Regions from separate parts of the Sus scrofa genome. Here region 2 is linked to region 1. Evidence: chromatin contacts called from public Hi-C data. All regions are on one chromosome and are shown on one strand. The core of a region is the stretch at or near the end of the contact, and the rest is flanking DNA. Distances in the headings are between cores, read along the strand shown.

Region 1 (6,112 bases), core at 1,497-3,996:
TAATATGTCATTCAGTAAGCAGTAGAAAACTGTGGAAGGAAATTAACATGATAGAAAGTTTAACTCTAGACTTATACAGAGGGTCATTCTGTAAAGAGATTGGGTAGCATTTGTAGCATGAACTCAGGCACAGGGAACTCAAAAGCTGCATGTGCCAGATTTCTTCTTGCCTCTGGGCTTTGCACATGCTCTTCCCTCTCCCTAGATGTCTACCACCTTATGCTTAGTCTTTCATATATCAGTGAAATTTCTTCTCTAAGGGAAATTTCCTGACCTTTAAGACTAAATTAAATTCATCTGATTGTGTATATCACATTATGATCAGATAACTGATGTGCTATTATGTAGTGTCTGTGTCATCTGCTAGAAGGCAAAGTTCATAGTGGAGGGAATTTGTCTTATACAAAGCAGTATTCTCAGTAATTATGCTTGCCTAGAACTCTGTTGATTATTAATAACTCTATGTTGAATAAATGGAGTAGTGACAGTTACTACAAAAAGAAAAGTAAGTGCAGGGGCACTGGAAAGGAAAACCCAGCCAGACCCAGGTGTTTACTAGACACGGAGAAAGAAAAAGGAAGAAGCTAAAGATTGCCGTTCTTCCTTTCAACAAACTTTCCATATACTTTCTGTGTCAGGCACTGTGTTGGACCCTGGGAAAATGGAGATGAATTAGACATAATTTCCTAACATCAAGGTGCTCATAGTTGAAAATCGAAGCAAATTTTTGTAGAACATTGTTCAAAGTGCTTGATATACATTAATCTGATAACAACTTCATAAGGCGTGTATTATCATCACCCCCAATTTACAGATGAGGCAACTAAGATGAAGGGAGATAAATTACTTGCCCAAATTCACTCTGATAAGTGGCAAAGCTAGGATTTGATTCCATTTTCTTAATTACTCTGCTTTACTGCTGCTCCAGCCTGGAGCAAGGGACACAGACTGGTAAGCAAATCATCACACAATGATACAGTAATAGATATACATACATGGTTTGGAAGTAGCCCAGAGAAGAAATTGGTTATCTATTGGAAAGGGAGAATCACGGAAGACTCACTGGGGAAAGTGATGTGGAACTGAGTTTTGAGGGATAAATTGAAATTTTCTATGTGGAAAGAGTGCTGGGGAGAAGATTCTAGGTGATAGCATTTTTAAGACAGGGAAGTATTAAACGGTGTGATGTCTAGAGGGAATCAACATCAGTTTGGAATTTGTGGAGAATTCCTTGAAATAGAGGCCAAGAAAAGTGGCTAGAAGAGCTACCAGGGGAAGTTTGTCCAACCACCCGGATTTGCTGAGACCTGATTCTGAAGGTTGTAGGAAACATGGAAGCCTTGCAAGAAGGAGGGGTGCAATGGCATAGCATGCAAGATCAGACTTGCTTGTTAGAAATACCACCTTAGGAGTTCCTGTCATGGCTCAGCAGAAATCAATCTGACTAGCATCCATGAGGATGCAGATTCGATCCCTGGCCTTGCTCAGTGGGTTAAGATTCCAGTGTTGCTATGGCTGTGGTATAGGCCAGCAGTTACAGCTCTGATTCGATCCCCTGCCTGGGAACTTCCATATGCTGTGGGTCTGGCTCTAAAAAGCAAAAAAAAAAAAAAATCATGGGCTCTGTTTGGAGCGTATTTCATTAGGGACAGTGTGACTTTCTGGGGGAAAAGTGATGTACTGGGTTATATGGGGTCTCCACTAAGTAAAATGTTTGGAGCTTTCAAGTAGAGGCCATGGATGTGAATAAAATCCCTGAGAGAAACAAAGCAAAGCTCCGAGGGCTGAACTAGAACCTTGGGGAATGATCACAGCAGGAGTGGGAAGAGGAAGAGAAGCCTGAGGAGGAAAGTAAAATGTTACCAAAGAGGCAGCAAGGCACTCAGCCAGCGCCCATCACACTTCACAGAAACGATGGAAACACACCCTCCCCTGACTGCCTACTGACAAATTCCTACTCATTTGTTCTTCAAAGTTCAAGTCAAGGGTTTCCTACTTTGGAAAGGCTTCCTTGACTGCCCCTTTCAGTGTAAATGCTCCTTTTCCTTTGATGCTCACTGGTGCTTGGGCATAACTTGCATTTTATACAAAGTATTCCTTCACATCTTGGTCTGAACGTGTCTTAACACTGAAGCCTCTTGAGGGTGAGAACATTATTTATTCCATGTCACATTGCCTGGAGAAGATGCTCAGTAATTGTTTGCTGAATGGAACACTTTGAGAAACATTTGGTACTACTGAGACTGCCTCAGACAGGGTCACTACAAAATCTACCTAATTCTGTTCCCATTTACTGCTCCTTGATTTGGGAGTTACCTGCTGTTCTCCAAAATAACCCATATTGATCTCTGTTCCCAGAAAGCTCCTATTAATTGCCTTGAGAAGTCCTAATCTCTCAGAGCCCAGGCACATTTTCCAGAAGGCCCTTTTCGCTGCCAGTCCAGACGTCAAACTACCATCAACATCCCCACACCCAAAAGTTAATTATCCCTCTTCTGTACAAACTGTCTTATGCATGTTTCTGATTGTACGTTATTTTCTGTTGATCACATGCTATTATTAGAATGTGTTCATCTCTGTGTCTCACCTACTAAACTGTGAGCCTGAGTAAAAAAAAAAAAATCAATGTCTTAAAAGATCTGTGGCACCAGCAGCTATGACGAAAGTCAGCACAGGGCAGGTACTTGGGAAATCCACGTAGAATTGGATGGTTTGTACCATCTAGCCATCAAGTGGGCCACCGCTAGAGGGCACTGACAGCTCAATCAGACTGGAAGTACTTGAGGTGTTCCCATAGCCCACACACAAGGTCAGGGCTGTTTGCCAAAGCACCAGAACTCAAACCTGGATTTCTGTACTTCACCCAGACAGGAGGACAGAAGGTCAATGGTCTTATTAGCCCTTATTTCTGGGTCAATTTCTTTGCTCTGAATGCCTCACTTGGTTTCTAACTACTTTCTTTGCTAATGTACGATGCATTCTCCTTCCTTCATCAAGGGTGTCCAAAAAACAGCTCTATTCAAGTCACCTCTTCTCAGCACGTTATACAAGGCCCTGCACAACTGCCCAACCTGCCCTTGTTAGGTATGTCTTCCACCAGCCCTGGTCCTCCACCACCCTGGCAGTGCCAAGCTGGTGTGCTGTTCACTGAAGAGACGTTGACTCTCATGCATGGTGTGCTATTAGCTCAGGCTGTTTCTTCATCTGTGAACACCCTTCTCCACCCTCAGACTCCCACTTGACATGCAAGGATCTTTGATCATCTACTCAATGATGCGTTTTCCAACCATCAGGAAGATTTTGCTGTTCTTTCTTCTCTAGATGTTAAAAATGTACCTTTAGGACATTTATTACACTATTCATTTTTCTTTGTCTGCTTATTCCTTTCCTCCAGTTGCTATTTCCTTCTCAAGGGCAGTTATCACAATTCAGAACCTATGGGCTGTTTACTTTGAATGAAAAATAGCTGGAAAGATAGAGGATCTTTCATGATCCCTAGACAAGCCCATGAGATCTGGCTCCATCCTGAAAAAGCTTTCCCAATTGGGGTGGCAAGAAAGAAACATCCAGACACATTATTCTCCAAATTTAACAAAACTCTTCAGGGAGTTGAGATTGTCTGTGCTTAGATTGTAAACTGGCAGCGTTGTGTTAGTCTTCTCTTCCTTGTCTGTAACTGACTTTATTGAGTACCGTGACAGGCAAGAACCAATAAGCCTCAAGATTAATTTCATTTGCTATTTTGGGCCTATAAGATAAAGATTAAACTCCAAAGCAAAACATATAAGGTTCTTATATCATGGATATACCATGCTGTTCTTTATCCCAGGCCTTTGCATGGCTGTTTGCCCTGCCTGGAATCTATATACCTCCACTCGGTACACTTCACCTATTGGCAATTTTCCATACAGGATCCCCCTATCTCATTTTGACAACTCCTTCCAACCCCACCTCTGCTATGACACCACCCTATCTTTCACAACCAAATTTGGCTCTCCTTTTCCACGTTCCCATTGTGTTTTTGAATATTTCTTGTTTATCCCTTATAATTGTTTGCTTCCTCTTTGTTTTCCCTTTGAGACTATGTACTCCTTGATAAATAGGTTTAATTCTTCCCGTCTCTAAAGCTCCAGCATTTGACATAGTGTCTGACACAAGCATGCACTTATTCAATACTCAATGAATGACTGAATGTTTTATTCCCTTATTCAATGAATACTAGCTGCCAAATATCTGTCCTTGGGATTTGGGTGGTTTAACCTTTTGCAGCTCAGTTCCCTAGATGTGGACACAAAGTTAAGGGCGAGTGGATTTTGGAAATTCCAGAGAGTGTCAATAGGGAAGTCTGTCTGCTGGTGACAGAGTCATAGACACCAAAGTTATGCTCTGGATAATAACTTCCATCCACAGGGAGGCAGGACTGATCAAATTAAGGCACATGCCACCTGAGCAGGGTCTAGAGAAACATAGACTTCTAGAACAAGAACTGCAATAGGAGCCAAAGTGAAAGCCTTATTCTGCAAAATAGAAGCATTGGAGGAAATTCATGCTTGAGTTTCTCTCTTTTTCAGCAGAAAGGCTCACCCTCAGGAGTTCAGAATCTTGAGTCATAGCTGCCCTGTAATCACACAGGAAAGCAAAAATGCCAAGGCATACTTGGGGGTGGCTGGAGCCACAGGAAGTGGTTCAGGTGGTGGGCAGAACTAAGTGGACCTGTTAGAAGCTGGGGAGCCTGTGCTGGGGTTTTGAGATGGGGCAGACAGCAGGAACCATGTCCATCTCTGTGTCCTTGCTACTGGGTTTAGCACAAAGCCTCAAAAAATATTTGTGGAATTGTTAAATCATGATTCTTTCCATCATAGGCCACTGGGGAACAGATCAGAGACTAGTGATTAATTTCAAATGATTTGGGCGGGATAGAGGAAGGCAAGAATAAGGAGCCCCTAAGGTCATGCTAAGCCTTCTAATGTGAAATCTAATATGAATGCAAACCTGATTACCTAATAGCTAGAGGCTTATCTGACTTGAAATTGACTCTGCTGTTAAATCCTTATGCGGGGTCATTCCATTTTTAAGGTGCTATTTTAGCTTATCAAAAATTAAAGTATGTTCTCCCCTCCCACATTCCATTTGAGAAGTATATCTGTCATATTAAGATACTTTTTATCAGGTTTACCAGCCTGCTTGTCAAAAGTTTATTACAGTTAGTCTCCAGAGAATTATAAATATCTTTATCCTCAGATGTGGTTGTGTTGGAGGAAGGGTGGGGAAAAAGGAGGATAAGGGTGGCAGTTGATCTTTTAAAAGCCATTGCCCTATTAAGTACTTTGAATTGCTTCTCTATTGTTCTTTTCCATGAGTTTGAGCTCTAATAAACTTGTTGATCTGAGGGACCTGGTTCCATGTTGGTAAGGTTGTGGGAGGTGGTTCGTGTTTTTCCTTGGCCAAATTCTCATATTCTTCCTGTGAGGGATAGTGGTATTTCTCTTGAAGAACTATTAATAATTTATTTTTATCTTGTAAACAGCATGCATAACTGGTGGTGTTTTGCTCTTTGCAACTCGTATTTGTGCAATGGCTGAATGTTTTGTGTCCCACTTCTTGTCGATTCATTTTAAAAACGGAGTCAAAATAACAACCATTATTGACCACTCACTGTGTTCCATGCACTGAACCTTACATTCTCTTAATCCTCACTACCTGCAGTCCTTTATGAATTAAGTTCTACTTTTATCTCCTTTTTGCACATGGAGAGAGTGGAGACTCAGAGAAATTAAACAGGGTACCTAAGGGTTATTCAGCCCTCGTTCTATGCGATGTTAAAGTCTGTGTGGCAGGTGTGACATTCAGACCACAAACACAGCTACACGTGAAATATCTCATTTATCTATTTTTATAAAATCAACTGAAATTATTCTCTAAGCCTATTCAGCCAGGGTGGCAGGAAATTCAGTTGAAGTCACTGTTGGGACTCCTGGCACCATGGAGTTGCACTGAGGTCCTAGAGTTAGTGGCAGGTAGCCCCACATCATGGGACAGGCAGTCACTGGCTGTGGATCCACTGAGTACTACTGAGATTCCCATTGCTCCAGATGCATCTGGTCCTTCCCAC
Region 2 (6,112 bases), core at 977-3,476, 150 kb before region 1:
GTTGGAGGATGACACAAACATTGAGCTCAGATTAACTGTTATAATGACACAATCCTAAAATCTCAGTGGCATAATACAGTTGGGGTTTATTTTGTGCTCACAGCACAACCTGGTATAGGTCAGTGAAGGGACTTTGCTCCAAGCTGCTGTTCTGGAATACGGGTTCTTTCCATTTCATGGTGCTGCCACTTTCATTATCTTAGACTACTATAAAATAGGAAGAGTGAGAATGGAGTTTTTTATAGGCCAGTATTGGAAACAGATTACATACATCAGAATACACCACTTGGTTTCAAGATGCCAACCTATTAGGAAGGAGGCCAAGAAAAGTGATTTAGTTTAGGAGGAAGAGGAGAGAAGGTGTGTTGGTGAACACAGGCAGGCTCTGCTATAGAAGGTTTTTTGGGGGAGGTCTTTGTGACTGGCATCATACAGCATGGCTGGTAACTGCATAGAGGGTCTGTGCACAGATTTAATCCTCCAGAAAAAGTAAATTAACTCCATATTTATTTAGAAATGTTTGACTTGTGGGAAAGGAAGAGACATGTCATGACTGAAAAGTTGGGAATCTCATAAACTAAAAATGTGAATTCAGGTTTACTATAGAAGCCCTCCAAATGCACCATACATGCCAGCCTTATAAAACCATTGGCGGTTCCATGAGACATCTTTTCTTATGTGCTGTATCCTCTAGCCAAGACACTCCTTTCTTTTTGGTCTCTTAATCTGGGTTCCTTCTACTTACCTTTTTTAAGCCTTAGCTCAAGGATTAGCTCCATAGATTTTACTACCTCAATGTGGGTTAAGTGATTCTTCTCTGTGCTCACACAACACCCTAGAAAATACTCTCCCTATTTATTGCATATTGCACTCTATTACAATTGTGCTTTATTGATCTCTTGGTCTCAACTATTTGACTCTGAGCATAGTAAGAGCAGGGTCATGTATTTAATCTCTGTATCTTCAGTGCCTGGCACATGGCAGACCTGTAATTAGTATTTGCCACATTGATTAATGAACAAATGCATATTCATGACTTAATTATATATGTGTATATAATTTAATCACACTTAAGATGCAGTAATTAATAACAAATAGTCTTATACTTTTTCATTATTAGATGTCTGGGAAGCAAATATTCTAGGTTATTCTAGTAAATAACCCACTTTGACAACTGTGCTCATTTGTGGTATGTGCCCATAAGAAGGGATGAGTGAAAGGCTGGAAATGAAGTGGTAGGAGGGAAGAAAACTAAAAGAGAGGGAGAGATGGAAAATGAAGAGGTAAGTATATGCTCGTATATGAGTTTTTTGGATTTGTTTTTGTTTTTATGGGCTGCAGGTGAGGCACCCAGAAGTTCCTAGACTAGGGGTTGAATCGGAGCTGTAGCTGCTGGCCTAATAGCAAGTGGGATCTGAGCTGTGTCTGTGACCTACACTACAGCTCACAGCAATGCTGGATCCTTAACCCACTGAGCTAGCCCAGGGATTGAATCTGTGTTCTTATGGATACTAGTCTGGTTTGTTACCACTGCACCACAATGGGAACTCTGTATATGAGTTTTTTAATGAAAAAATATTTTTATATAAACTCTTTATTTTTTATATAATATTCTTGGTTAGCACATAATGGAAAACTTGCTAAAAAAGTTATCTTCCTTGGTGTTACAGAAAGACACCATTATTTTCTGCCTGCAAAATTATATGTGAATTGAGACTTAACTACATCTGACTTTGATTAGTTTGCTGTACAAATAGAATCAGATGGCTGTACTTGAGAATGAGTCATCCACCCTCCATCCTTCTTTGTTAATGTTCTCTAAATTTAATAGTGGTGTTGTGTAATCTATCACGTGGGTATTATCAGACAGATTTAGAAAAGGACACTTAACGATGTGTTCTGGCCACACAGACAACTATATTTTGTTGTTTGGGTGCCAAAGAGGTTTTCTAATTATCTTGGGTGGTATTGTGACTCATTATAGCTCTGTACAAGCACAGAGAGAAGGGTCAGTGCCAAGAGCTTGTCTAAATTGCCTTCACACTCCAAGGGTACCAGCTATAGAAGAAGGTTATAACTTGAAATGAACAGTCCTATCTCTCCCTCAAGGCATGGCTAATTTCATTTTACCTTTTCCCTCCCACAAATCCTTCCCCCAGCTCCCAACTCTGAACTCCATTAGCCACTTATTAGCCATTGCACTCCTTTGATATCTTTAACCTTCTGTCCTGGATTGTTGCATGTCACTCTCCAGATACAAGACAACCTTCTCTGGTGAGTATGTAAACTCCTCAGGAGCAGGGACAGTTGTTATTTTTAGAATTAAAAAGATTGTTACAAAATGATGAGGACCATTTATATTTCAAGTTATTTGGGGGTTTTACATTTGAGAAGTTTTGGGGACTTCTCACGTGTTTCCCTATAACCAACAGAAGCATTCAAAGCAAGTTTTGAAAGTTGTAAACATTATTTAAAATAAACAAGAGTTCCTGTTGTGGCTCAGTGGAAATGAATTTGACTATTATCCATGAGGATGCAGGTTCAATCCCTGGCCTTGCTCAGTGGGTCAAGGATCTGGTGTTGTCATGGACTGTGGTATAGGTCACAGATGTAGCTCGGATCTGGTGTTGCTGTGGCTGTGGTGTAGGCCAGCGGCTACCACTCTGATTCGACCCCTAGCCTGGGAATCTCCTTATGCCGCAGGTGCAGCCCTAAAGAGACATAAACAAACAAACAAACAAACAAATAAATAAATAAAATAACCAGAAAATCCCCCAAATCCATGTTATCTAGTCTGAATATTTTAAGTTTTCACAGTCTTATTTATGAGAGTATCTTTGTATCCCTTTCCAAATTATGATTAAGAGCTAAGAGCTTTATGTACATTGTCTTGGATATGGTTTTGCCTAAGCCTCAGTTTCTCAAACTGGAGTACTGGTATCTCCTAGGAGAACTTGAATTTGTACAAAGGAACTCAAAAAATACAGAATAAAATATTGGATAAATAACTTAGAAAATCCAGATAACTCAGTAGAAGTATATCTTAGATTTACATAAAAACTTGCATGGAAAAAGAAAAACTTACATGGAAATGTTTACAGTAGCTTTATAATAACCCCAAACTGCAAACAACCAAAATAATCAATGAATAAGCAGACTGTAGTATGTCCGCACAGTAGATCACAACTCAGCAATAAAGGAACAGACTATTGATTCAATCAGTACTATGGAAGAATCTTAAATGACTGATGTTACGTGAAATAAACCATATTCGAAAGACTTCAAGGTGTATATGCTCAAGTATATGACATTCTGGAAAAATCAAATTTTAAGAAAAGAGAACAAATTGAAGTTTCCAGGAGTTGCAGTGAAGAGGGGATTGACTGCAAAAGGGCACTTCTAGGGGTGAAGGGTCGATCCTGTGCTGACTGTAGAGTGGTCACTTAACCATATATATTTGTCAATACTTGACCATACACCAAGAAGAGTAAAATTTATTGTGTATTAAGTGAAAAAACCTTTTTTTTTAATGCCAGGAAGTTGATATTGGCAGAATGTTATAAAATTTTTACTTTCAGCATAGTAATTACATTTTTCTGAAGTAGTTTAGCTATGTATTTCCAAAGCCATGAAATTCCTCATAGTTTTTCATCTGGTAATCCCATACTGAAGCATTTATTCCAAGAAGATCATCAAAAACATGGGAAACCTGTACACATAGAGAGGTTTGTCACTTTTTTAATAGGTGAAAATGTTGTCTAAGTGCTTCTATTTGCATTTCCTTTTTTTGGTAGCAAAAATATATATATACACACACACACATATTTACACATTTTATAACTAGTTTTGTGGGAAAGAATAAGATTAATATCTTAGTGATTGAAGGGTAGCAGATCTTTTGAAAGCAGATCCTCTTTCAGTAAACATGCAAAAACCTCTCATTTCTGTGAAAGTTATAAATAGTTTGTGATTTAGTAAAATTTTTACTGTTGCTGTAGATAAATAAAAACATTGAAATACAAAAAATATGATTGCTAGATCAGCTGTTTAGTGGGATCTTGGTTTGAGTCTTGAGTACATTTCATAGTTGAAAGCTTGCCTTACAATTTTTATTCCTCTAATCCAGTCTGAACCCTTGAATTTCATATGTTTAATATCAGAATATGAGAAATGAAAACCTCAAGTTTCGTGCATTCTTTTTTCATTGACACCTTAAAATTTTGAACTCCACTCAAACTTTTCATTCTTTTTAGTTCATTTAATGTTGGCAATATGTGCTCTTTGGTTCATGAAGCTTTTAAACATTCCATTAGATACTGTGAAGCAATGTTTTGGCAAATCAAAAATAGATGACTGTAAACCATAAAATGTTTTCTTAAAAATGGCCACATATTTTTAAAAAACCAGCTGGAGCAGTGCTAGCAGAAATGTGCTAGGGTGAGGTAAGGAGGTAATTATTTGTGGATGAAAAGATCATCTCTAACAACGAAAAAGGTAAAGGTACAGTTCCTTATTTACTAATTCAGGCACCAAATGTTTTTTGAGCATTTATTATATATACACAATGTTCCAGGCACTGTGATTTAGTTGGGAATAAAGTAGACAACAGTCCCTTCTCTAAAATGGAGCTTAACATTTTAGCTTAATCAGAAATTGGAGGAGTTCCTGTCATGGCTCAGTTGTAGAGAACCTGACTAGTATCCATGAGGATTCAGATTTGATCCCTGGCCACACTCAGCAGCTAAAGGATTCAGCATTGCCTTGAGTTGTGGTGTAGTTTGCAGACACGAATCGGATCCCATGTTGCCGGCTTGTGGTGTAGGCCTGCAGCTGTAGCTCTGATTCAACCCCTAGCCTGGGAACTTCTATATGCTGAGGGTGCAGCCCTAAAATGACAAAAAAAAAAACCCCAAACAAACGAACATAACAACAACAACAATAGAAACTGGAACAGATAGAGTTTAGTTCATCCTCAGTTATTTTCACCTTTTTATAAATGCATATGGTCCTATATAAAGCTTTTTTTTTTTTTTTTGTCTTTTTGCCTTTTCTGGAGCCACTCCCGCGGCATATGGAGGTTCCCAGGCTAGGGATCGAATCGAAGCTGTAGATGCTGGCCTACGCCAGAGTCACAGCAACGCGGGATCTGAGCTGCGTCTGCAACCTACACCACAGCTCACGGCAACACCAGATCCTAACCCACTGAGGGAGGCCAGGGATCAAACCTGCAACTTCATGGTTCCTAGTTGGATTTGTTAACCACTGAGCCACGACAGGAACTCCTCACCTATGTTTTTGATCAGTAGCTGTCTTGTTTGAATGTAGCACTTCCTCATATTTTTCACATTACTCATCTTTACCTGAAACATTACTTACCAATAGTACAAACCCTCCCAAGAGAATGTAAGCTCCATGCAGGCATGGGCTTAGTCTGTTTCATGTACATGTTATATTCTAAGGGCCTGGGACATAGTAAGACCCCAGTAAATATTTGCTGAACTAACAGAGTTGCCAAATTTAGCAAATAAAAAAATAAGATATCTAATTAAATTTAAATTTTAAATAAAAAGCAAATTTAAAAATAATTTTTAAAATTGAAGTATAGTTGATTTACAGTGCTGTATAAATTTCTCCAGTACAGCAAAATAATTCAGTTATATATGTATATACATTCTTTTTTATATTCTTTTCCATTATTGTTTATTTCAAGATGTTGAATACAGTAGGACTTTGTTGATTATCCATTCTGTATGTAGTAGTTTGCATCCACTAACCCCAAATTTCCAGACCATTCTTCCCTCACCCACCTCCCTATTGGCAACCACGGGTCTGTTCCTATGTCTGTGAGTATGTTTCTTTTTTGTAAATAGATATACTTGTGTCATATTTTAGATTCTACATGTGATATCATATGGTATTTGTCTTTTTCTTTCTTTCCTGTCTTTCCCATTCTGATTTACTTTACTTAGTATGATAATATCTAGTTTCATCCATATTGCTGCAGATGACATTATTTTGTTCTTTTTATGGCTGAGGAGTATTGTATTTTATATATATATATATATATATATATATCACATCTTCTTTATCCATTTATCTGTCAGTGGACATT

The links. A called contact is a pair of places that touch in the nucleus more often than the background predicts.
Region 2: a Hi-C map of embryonic fibroblasts shows a contact between it and region 1, with 1.6 times the contacts expected there. The contact joins two enhancer-like sites. A contact is called at or near these places in 3 of 47 Hi-C or Micro-C datasets (embryonic fibroblasts, fetal heart ventricle and heart right ventricle).

The regions. Positions count from the first base shown.
Region 1 is chr6:142,136,070-142,142,181 of Sscrofa11.1, reverse strand. The region is part of intron 3 of LOC106507649 (a long non-coding RNA gene); the gene reads left to right. It also overlaps a transcript of PTGER3 not described here. Among named protein-coding and RNA genes, the nearest start is that of PTGER3, 180 kb to the right of the region's middle. Within about 2 kb of position 2,746, at least 5 of the 83 cell types and tissues checked have an H3K27ac peak or open chromatin away from gene starts, as enhancers often do.
Region 2 is chr6:142,285,110-142,291,221 of Sscrofa11.1, reverse strand. All of the region lies in intron 1 of LOC106507649 (a long non-coding RNA gene), which reads left to right. Among named protein-coding and RNA genes, the nearest start is that of CTH, 200 kb to the left of the region's middle. Within about 2 kb of position 2,226, at least 7 of the 83 cell types and tissues checked have an H3K27ac peak or open chromatin away from gene starts, as enhancers often do.